Linked DNA regions of Hordeum vulgare: region 2 is linked to region 1. The links are chromatin contacts, called in public Hi-C maps. All regions are on one chromosome and are shown on one strand. The core of a region is the stretch at or near the end of the contact, and the rest is flanking DNA. Distances in the headings are between cores, read along the strand shown.

Region 1 (4,895 bases), core at 1,436-3,935:
ATATGATCGTAATAGACGAGCGCTCAGAACGTCTGTACGATCAAGGATTTCTGTTTCAAGATAAGAATATTGTGCCTGAGCATGTAGGAGCGGCAATGTTTGAACAGTTCATCCAATTTCATCAAGACATGCGTCATTGAGAAACTCACGGGCAACTACAAAATAATTTGATTGAGCATATGCGGGCTCATGTTGGCAACCAATAGATTTATCTTCTTTTATTCGTTTGCAAAACTATGTGAGAACTATATGAACAATTTTTATTTTTATTCGGCTTGTAAAAACTATGCTATTTTATTCGGTCTAAATTATGTTATTTAATTCAAACTATGCAAAATAAAACGACCAACCGGCACATATAGGTCGGCACGCTGGACGAGTACGGACCCATATCTAAAACAGGCGTCCATTTAGGTCGTCCATTGAAGTTGCTCTTAACAAGATTGCAGATATAGCAAATCAAGTTCAGATGTCTATATATTGAAGAAAAGAAGCCAAACATTTTCTCATTAGAGTAGCGAGCGATACATTAAAAGAAAGACCGGGCAGCTAATTTCCAAATGCGTCTTGCGATCTGACTGACGAAGCCTAAATAAAACAACAGCATGAGAAAATTGTTATTCTTCTGCGCTACCAAGATTTTCAGCTGAGACTGATGACTGCAAATGCCATCTTCTAGTCCGGCGTCCGGGCTCGTTCGGCTTAGAAGAAGGCTCGGCTTCCGTAGAACACCTTGGGAGATTTCTCCTGCGCACCCCCGGCCGTCGGTTTCTTCGCCGCCGCGCTCGAGTCGGTGCCGCTGGAATCAGTGGGCGAGGCGGCGGCGGGGCCGCTCCCGCTCTTGTCGCTGCCATTGTCCAGGTCCAGCGGGAGCTTCATCTTGGCCAGCGACTCCGTGAACTGCTGCATGCTCTTCATGTACATGTCCATGATCTCCTTCTGGTTCACTTGCACCTCCTGCTCGAAGTTGAAGCTCATCGCCGGCGGAGGTTTGTCCACCGCGTTCTCAGACACAGTGCTGGGTGAGTTCACCGCCGGGCTCTCCTGAACGGTGTGAGACGAATCGACCTCCGCCGCGTCCGCCGCGTCTGAGGCCTTCTCCTTCTGGCCTGCTGAGGAGAGGGCGTTTCCTGACGGCTCGGACGGGTTGGACTGCGGGGTAGCCGGGACGGCCGCGGCCGGGGACTCCGTGGTGGACACGCTGCTGACTGCCGTCTCGCTCCGGAAGGCGCCGGCCGAGGAGTCGGCGGTGCTGTAGTCCGTCGAGAAGCTCTGCACAACTCGCACGCCGGCGTCGTGGGACTCGGTGGCGGCGCCATCCACGTCCTCTGAGGTCAGGAGGCTCTCGGAGCTCTGCGTTTCCATGGCCGTGCACGGCAGACCAACATATTCCGAGAGCATAATCTGGTTTTCCTCCACAAGATTCATGTCAGGGAACTCCATATTCTCGTAGTCTTTCCCTGCGCCAGCGCCGGCTCCGTCGCCGGCGTTCTCGGCCTCGTCCGGGTCGGCCAGCGCAGGCTTGGGCGTGGGCGAGACGGGAATGACATCGGGCACGACCCCGATGTAAGAGAGCTCGAGCTCCAAGAAGCCGGCCGGGGAGTGGAAGAGGTCGTTGGTGGAGAGCGGGAATTCGCGCGCGAGCGTGCCGCCCTCGGCGGCGACGACGTCCGGGAGCGGCACGAGCGCGAACCCCAGCAGCTGGTCCTGCAGGTAATTCTTGACCCGGCTGAGCATCCAGACCTCGCAGCGGAGCGCGGCGTCGACGTCCCCCGCGCGCACGCCGACGCGCACCGACTGGTCAAACACCGGGTTGCGGCCTCCGCCATTGATTACCTGCGTGGAGGCCGCCGGCGCGCCCTCCCCCGGCAGCGACAGGCGCGCGTACACATCCTGCTTGTGGTAGATGCAGATGTTCTGAATGTCCCGCGCGCTCCGCACGTGCACGTCCACGTACCCGATCAGCTCCCCGCCCCCGTTCGTAGCGGCGGCCGGCGCAGAAACCGCCTCCATCTGCTGCTGCTGCTGCTGCGACTCCATGACGAAGAAAGCACCTCCGCCGCTAGCTGCTCCGCAACTGTAACCAAGAAACAAACACGAATCAAATGAAATCCATACAAGATTGGCGTTAATTTCGGAACACAGGTGGGAGAGCAGCTGAATGGTCAAAATCCAAGATTAGGTGCGCAAGTTGGAGACAAGGAACTGTCGGCAGATGATTATACTACTCCTACAGCGAACCAAACCGGAACTGCACACCAGCCAACTCGATTCAATCGACTACTCAAACAGCAACCGGGGATAAAGAACTCCGTAACAGATTTTACATGCTAGGGAGAGGTCGATCGATGCACAGGTCCCCCATCTCATCACAACCAAGGGAAAGCGCAAGAGAGCAAGGGCTCAAATCCCACGGAAAACATGGAAGCACACACGAGGGGAGGAAACTCAGAGCATGCTTACCTTACCCTGTGTCCCTGTGTGTGTGTCTGGTCTGTCCTGGAGATTTGAGAAGAAGCAGCAGCACCACTGGAATCAGGCGCGGAGGAGAGAGCAGCGGGCAGGGTGAGGCTGAGAGTCGGGAGGGGCTCGAGGATGGATATAACGCCAAAGTCCAAAGGGAATTAGGGCAGTAGCACGAGATTTTTTTATAGCCCCCTGCCCGCCCTTGGCCTTTCTTTTCTACGGGAGGACTACACCCTTTACCTAACTACGCTCGCTTTTATTGCCTAGTTTGGCTTGGCCTTACCAGCCAGCCAGCCATCCTCCTCAGACCACAGCACAGCAGCCTAATCTACTCCTACAGGCATGATGATAATTAGTTTGTTTAATCGGTGGTATTATTGGCATGCTTAGATTTAGATTATTCAGATTAGTATACGATGGGCAGTATCGCGACCGCACACTTAGCCGTCAGGCGACTGCGCATGTTGTGGGGAGATAGTAGAAAATTGCGTGCCGCCGTGGCTTTAGAGAACCAGACGCATATACGGGTGGAAAATACGGGAAAGGGCGGGGAAAAGGGGTCGCGCGGCGTGGGCTCGGGTCGCAGGCGGGCGGGGGGCGCTTTGTTGCGCTGGTCTTTCAAGTTTCCACAGCGCCGAAAAGTCAAAGTGATTCTGCGAGCGCAAGCGGCCTGGGCTTGGAGCCTTGTGGCTGGCCGCAGCGCGTGACGGGACCAGCCAATGGGACGCCTCCACCTCCGCGCGCGGCAAAGCTTTTTGATATATTTTTTTAGGGATGGCAAAGCTTTTTGATGGGAGGCTGCGTTTCGTTTTTGTTTCGAATTGAAATTGACGGGAACCGTCTGGGCGGGCCGGAGGGAGGGGAAGAGGAAGGAAGGAGGAGAGAGTTCGCGCGGGTGGGTGTGGTGGGGCGCGTCGCTGTCAGCGGGGGGCCCGGCGCGGCCGCACGCTTGCGCAGAGTTTTCAAAGTAGATATCATCCGCTTCTGCGGCCGCCATCATTCCTCGCCCGCCCTCACCGGCCCATCGACCCCTCGCTCGCTCGCTCCGGCGGCTGCCGCGAGAGGACGATTTTACTGTTTTGATCTTTTTTATAGTTTAGTCTGATGTGATCCTGTTTGTGTAAGAATATCGGATCTGATCGTTTTCCTACCTCCGTTGTGGTGTAGGTATATACTCCCTCCGTTCTTAAATATAAGTCTTTTAAGCGATTTCACTAGTGGACTACATACGGATGTATATAGACATATTTTAAAGTGTACATTTAATCATTTTGCTCCGTATGTAGACACATAGTGAAATTGCTTAAAAGACTTATATTTAGGAACGGAGGGAGTACATTCTACCGTTACTTTCTGCAGCGATAGAGTTCGAATCAACACAGACGACGTCGTTTGATCTCACTGACGTAGATAAGTTGCTATCACCACTCCTTGTGACGATAGGGTGTGTATATCTACCGACACAGACAACAGGTGACAGTAGGGTGTTCAGACAGTTAATTCCATCAGAAAGAAATTAATTGTATGAACATCCGATGGTGACGATAGGTATACACACTCTACCGTCACTTTCTCTGACGGTAGCCACTTATACATGCCAACGGTGTTAAACTACACCGTTGTATTAACCTAAACCCTATCGGCACAGGAAGTGGAAATAGGATGTGTATACCTACACCACAGCGGATGACGTTAAATAATAGGTTAGATTTAAAAAAAATACAAACAAACTTAAATTGGGCTAAAGTTAAATCCGTCACCAGGACGTGCACAGACACACGGGATAGTTCCTTTGGTTCATTTTTCCGAATTTTCGTCCAAAAAGACCACTAGCCGAATGTTATTATTAAAAAAGACCACATACGATACGAAATGCGAGAAAATACCCTCATTTTTCGAGGCGGCACGCGCGCCAGGTGACTGGGCCCGCCGCCACCCGACGAGGCGGCCGGCCGGGCAGGTGGCACCTGCCACCACCACTCCAGGCGGCAGGCTCCCCATGTTCGCACATGCATGCTTCAAGAGCTGGCTGGCCATGCCTCAAGCTGCCTGCCCATCACGGCCATGCATGCTGCCATGCACAGCATCCCGCCGGCCGTCTGGGGTGCTGGCGGCAGGTGCCACCTGCCCGGCCGGCCGCCTCGCCGGGTGGCGGCGGGGCCCAGCGGCCTCGGCCCGTGGCGGCAGGTGTCACGCGTCACCTGGCACGCCTGCCGCCACGAAAAATGAAGGTATTTTCTCGCATTTCAACCGCATGTGGTCTTTTTTGACAATAATATTCGGCTAGTGGTCTTTTTGGACAAAAAATCAATTTCTCTGTGCTGATGTTTTGCTGGGTGCACGGAAAAAGAAAGCCGAGTATTAGGCGGCTAAATTTTGTGTTTTGATTTTTTTTAAAGTTGATCGTGATCTAACTTTAGTTTATAAAA
Region 2 (4,895 bases), core at 1,573-4,072, 390 kb after region 1:
GGTACTAATGCGTGAGGATTCGATGGTTAATAACCATGCATTCAACACGGCTTCGATCCGTAGCAGGCCGGAAGACTAGTAAGGGCAATTTGACCCCATCCTATTGGGTTTGTTTGTTTGGACCCAGACGACACAGGCCAACGCGCAATCGCAAGCATAAATTTTGTCCCGGCATGTTTTATTTTCGACGTAAATTTATATTTGGTTTGCGATCATACGGACATCAAACGGACGAGTACGCGCTATCTCCTCGTCCGTCTTGAGGACGTGTGGCGGACTTCCAACTATCTCCATCGTCTAAAAGTAAATACGTACGTGCATGCATTGGTCGTCAGCCACCCATTGGTTGGTCATCGTCCTTCTTTAAGTGGAAACCGTGGACCGACTAGTCTACAGGTTCCACTTCCAAGCCCTTGTGCCCCCTTCACCCCCGACCAGTTCACAGGTCGCAAACCCTAGCCGTCGACATTGCATCCATCCCTCGCCGACGCCATTTTCATCCCGGTCCCCGCCAACACCACCTCCCATGACCAAGGAGGAGGAGGCTGAGCTGATGAGGCATGTCATGGATGACTCCATGAACACACACAACGAGCGCCAATGAGTGGGCCTCGAGATGACGTTGGCCCTTGTACGACCGACATCATGGGCATCCTGAAGCTGGAGCAGGTCATCGTGGTGAGGGAGGAGGTGATGGACGAGCAGCCCTTGCCACGTGAAACTCGTGGCTGGTGGGCCAACAGTGGAGCTGATCGACTACGTAGCCGGAGATGGCCGACGCGCTGCGTGTCGGCCCATGGACGCCCACGCCACCGCAGTCACCGATGCAGGATCATGAGGAGGTGGTGTAGGCGCCGCCGGCACCTCTGGTCTGGCAGGGGCCGTCAGCCCATCTTTGGCAGCCTCTTTCGTACGTCAACCTCATCAGCGGTGATGATGAGTAGGACGGTTCTTCTGAAGACGACGGCGGCCTCATCTATCTATCTTAATTTCATGTTTTTAGTTTTGTTAGCTTAAGCAAGAACTGTTGAACGTGGCTACTATGGATATGTGGTTTAATATATATATTTATGTGTTTTTAGGGCAACTCCAACGGGGCGACCCAAACGGACACAAATTTTGTCCGAATTTTGTCCGTTTGGGTCACCCATCCGCCTAGCGGACAAGATGCGGAGACGAGCGGCCGATGAACAAACCCAACCCACTCGTCCGGTATAGAAGATGCGGACACTGCCTTTTTCTCCCCCTCCTCTCCCCCTCTGCTTTCTTGGGGCCGTATGGGGCCTTCTGCAGTTCCTCGTCTCGTACAAGATCACCACACGGGCGTACCCAGGCCATCGCCATGGTAAGACGACGTCGGACCACGCACGCGGCGCGCGGGAGGCCGGGAGGTGGGATCTCGTGGCGGCGCGCGCGGTCAAGGAGGCCGCGAGGTGGGATCTCGCGGCGGTGCGCGCGGTCAGGGACACGTTGCTGCTGGCAGACATGCTCTACTCGGGCAACAAGAGGAGCATGTGCGCCCAGAGCAAGTTCCTCCCGACGCTGCCGTGCGCCACCGAGCCGCACGCGTTCGTCGTCGGCGCCGTCAGGGGCTTCCTGGACAGAACCGAGGCCAAGAGCGACAAGAACTGGGAGAACTGCGCCGCGCTTCTGCCTGGTCCCCAACCTCGTGGCCGAGCCGTCGGCAGCCACGCTTGACCAGGCGAAGAGGAAGACCGCCTACCGCCGCCCGCACATCTCCCACGCGGCCTGTCGCGCCGCGCCGCCCTTCGCCGACGGCCTCCTCCCCCACGCCCACCGTGGGGACAACGCCGCTCCGCCCCCGAAGCTCCCCAGGCGGCTGTAAGCGTGCCCCGCGCCCGGTCGCCTCGTGCCTCGTAGCCCGCTCCCGGGGCGGCCAAGGGGAGCAGCTCGCGGTCGCCATGGCCAACGAGAGCAGAGCAGCTCGAGATTTGGGTCGTGAAGACGGGAGCCAAGTTTTGTCCGTTGCGGCACCCGGACGAGAGCGGACGACGGGAGCCCCAGTTTTGTCCGCCGTGGACCCATTTGTTGCCTAATTTTACGTCCAGTTTAGATCGGGGTGGACAACAAGCAGACAACAGACGGATACAGCGTCCGTTTGGGTCATCCCGTTGGGCCAGCTTTTGTGTCTGGATGACCCAAACGGACAAAACGGGTCGGTGCATTGGGGTTGCTCTTATTATTTACAATGTTTATTTTAGTTTGTTTTGCCTAAATTAGCAATTCGTAAAAGCGGACAATTTGGGACAAGCCGGACGATTGGACGCGCCAACGCCGCACGAGTGCAGGCGAACGGATGTGTTCGTTTTATACATTTATAAACGAACGAAATTTAAATAAAACGGATGTTCGTTTGGGGCGTGTATAGGAGTTGGAGGTCCCGGACGTACGAGATCCCTGGTCCTTGTGGAAACACTTGACCCCAAAGAAGAGGCGATAGTGCAGTGGTACAAGGCAACTGCACCTCCTGGCGGCCGCACATGGCGGGCCAGCCAGTGCCGTTACGTACGGGCCAGCATGGGGGCATCTCCATGCGTGGTGGGACAATGGGACATCACCGTTCATCAATCGCTTCGACCATCACCGCCCGCATGAAAGCAAAGAAGAGTTTGGCGTCCACGACGCCCCGAGTTCGGCCGGCGTTCACAACCGCACCGAGCAATATCTTCCATCGGTCCAGCGCCCGGGCTCGGCGTATCCCTCTCTCTTTCTTCAGGTTTCGTGCTGCAGTTGGGCGTCGGCGCAGCGCGCGTGCGTATGCTCGCGACGGAGCTTTGCTACATCCACGTACATCTCTTACGGAAACTTACGTAGCAGCTCACGTAGGACGTAGACACCAGCTACTACCGAACGAGCGACGCCGCGTGAGGCTGCGTTTGGTTCGTCGTTTCGAACGAGCGACGCCGCGTGAGGCTGCGTTTGGTTCGTCGTTTCGCAACCGTTTACAAGCGGAAAAAATACCTCCGTAACAGAAACCGGAGGATCTACTTGGAATGTCGTTTTTTCATTATAAACTTTACGCCTGGTTTTGCGTTACAGTTGTAATCTCTTTGCAATCCGCCCGTTTCTAAAACACTGCTTCGGCCATCGTTTTTTCTCTGTATCCTGTATCCAAAGCCGAACTGCGGAAGCAAGCGCCGCAGCTAGGCCCGCAGCGTCTTGATTGGAGCATTACCGAGGCGGTCGCCGCCGCTTGCCGGAGTGCCGCCGGTGTTCACCGGCCACACCACCGTCAAATGCCAGCGCCATCGCCTTCTGTCGTGTCGGCTGTACCACCCTGGCCCGCCCCGCTTGCCGGAGTGCTGCCAGTGTTCACCGGAGACACCACCATCAAACGCCAGCACCATCGCCTTCTGCCATGTTGGTTGTACCACCCAGGCCCGTCGCCTCCGTCTAAGCGTCCGCCTCCGTCGCCAAGGATGCCGACGCACCGCCGGAGCATGTCCATCAAAGAGCCTTCGCGCACCGCCACTGGAGCATCACTGCAGCCAAATTCCGCGTCAGTCGCAGCCTCGCTCCGCCACAAGGGGAGGGCCGAGGAACATGAGGTTGGTGGAGGCGTCTAGCTATCTTGTTGGTCCCCGGTGCGAGCAGTGCCGCATGGCTGGAGCTTGCGTCGGTCGGGTCCTTTGAGTTCATGGAGTTTTCATCGACAACGACGAAGAGATTCCCCGAGTCAAACGAGAAATAAGACCAACCAAGCGCACCCTAGACCCCACTTGTATAGCAGGTTGTATTTTACTGATCTTCAGTAATATACAGGGGTAATCAATATACAGTTGTAAAATTTTACAGGGATTCCAAGCGGGGCTGAGTGTGTTCGGTCGGAAAAGAAGAGCGAGCGGGTGATCTATTTACAGATCACGGGTCTATAGTTTATGAATGAGCGCCAGGTAGGTAACCTCGGCTGCATATTCTATGGGCGGCGGCCGGCTGACTGATGCTGATGCGCGACCCTGGTTGACACGCCAGGTCTTCAATTTGGAATGTATTCCGGCATTTTCTATGTGCTGACTGACCACACGGGCCTTCAGACCAATGTTTTGTTTTGGACTAGTACCACACGATTAATCGAATAATTTATAAATTGTTTTTTATATTAAAATTTTAATATATATATATATAGCTGCAAAAATATTGAAACACATACAATATACACATTACTTGCATTCCATTGAAAAATTGAAAACAAATGTATTCAGTGGAATAATGAAAAAATGTTTGAAGTTACATAAGATAAGGAGAAACATTGGGCTCACTTGAAGGTTGCAGCAAGCTGGAATGAATCCTAACTTCTTCACTTGATGCATCATATCTAGCTTCGATGTCTGAAAAAAGGCTTAAAATACAGATAATCTGGCATTAGAACAGGTCACAACCTGGTATTTCAAAGGAAATATATACAACCTGAGATCTTTTGGCACTTGCATATAAAGGTTGAGGTATCACCTGGAGAAACTTCAAAAAATCAAACAGAAATCCGTTGTGAGTAACCGCAAATCACAAAAACTATCAACAGTCCTAACATATATAACCAGTGAACTGAAACGGTAGTGTAAAATCATAATAATAGGTAGGTCCTTTGCTGAGCACAAATCATAATAATCGGTTGACGTGAAATTAAAGCTTCTAGAGCTACCTCACAGGTGAAGAATTGTGGCTTATTAATGGGGTATGCCAGTCTTGTGACATCCTCAGCTTTTGCTACAGTGAGCATTGTAATTAAGCTACAGTGATGACCATGATCAGCAACAAATCATTTTGCTGAATTGGATATCATCAAGTTGAATTTCATATCTCTTTTCAAATTCCACGTAAAAAGCCACTTGAATTATATGAAAATAAAATAATTCCTCAAACAGCATCGAAAAAAT

What was found. Hi-C and Micro-C count contacts between places; a contact is called where the count stands out from the background.
Region 2: a Hi-C map of leaf shows a contact between it and region 1, with 8 times the contacts expected there. The contact joins the enhancer-like site here to the promoter of LOC123425529 in region 1. A contact is called at or near these places in 3 of 6 Hi-C or Micro-C datasets (leaf and seedling) and 1 of 1 datasets of contacts at active chromatin or transcription factors (embryo).

What each region holds. Positions count from the first base shown.
Region 1 is chr2H:133,203,417-133,208,311 of MorexV3_pseudomolecules_assembly, forward strand. LOC123425529 reads right to left here and starts at 2,686. Exons shown (of 2, transcript XM_045109219.1): 1 at 2,469-2,686; 2 at 453-2,077. The coding sequence starts at 2,040. The coding sequence ends at 703.
Region 2 is chr2H:133,593,474-133,598,368 of MorexV3_pseudomolecules_assembly, forward strand. No RefSeq gene overlaps it. Among protein-coding and RNA genes, the nearest start is that of LOC123425531, 8.4 kb to the right of the region's middle. Within about 2 kb of position 2,823, at least 3 of the 3 cell types and tissues checked have open chromatin away from gene starts, as enhancers often do. A contact at or near this core is called in leaf and seedling, where this site is marked.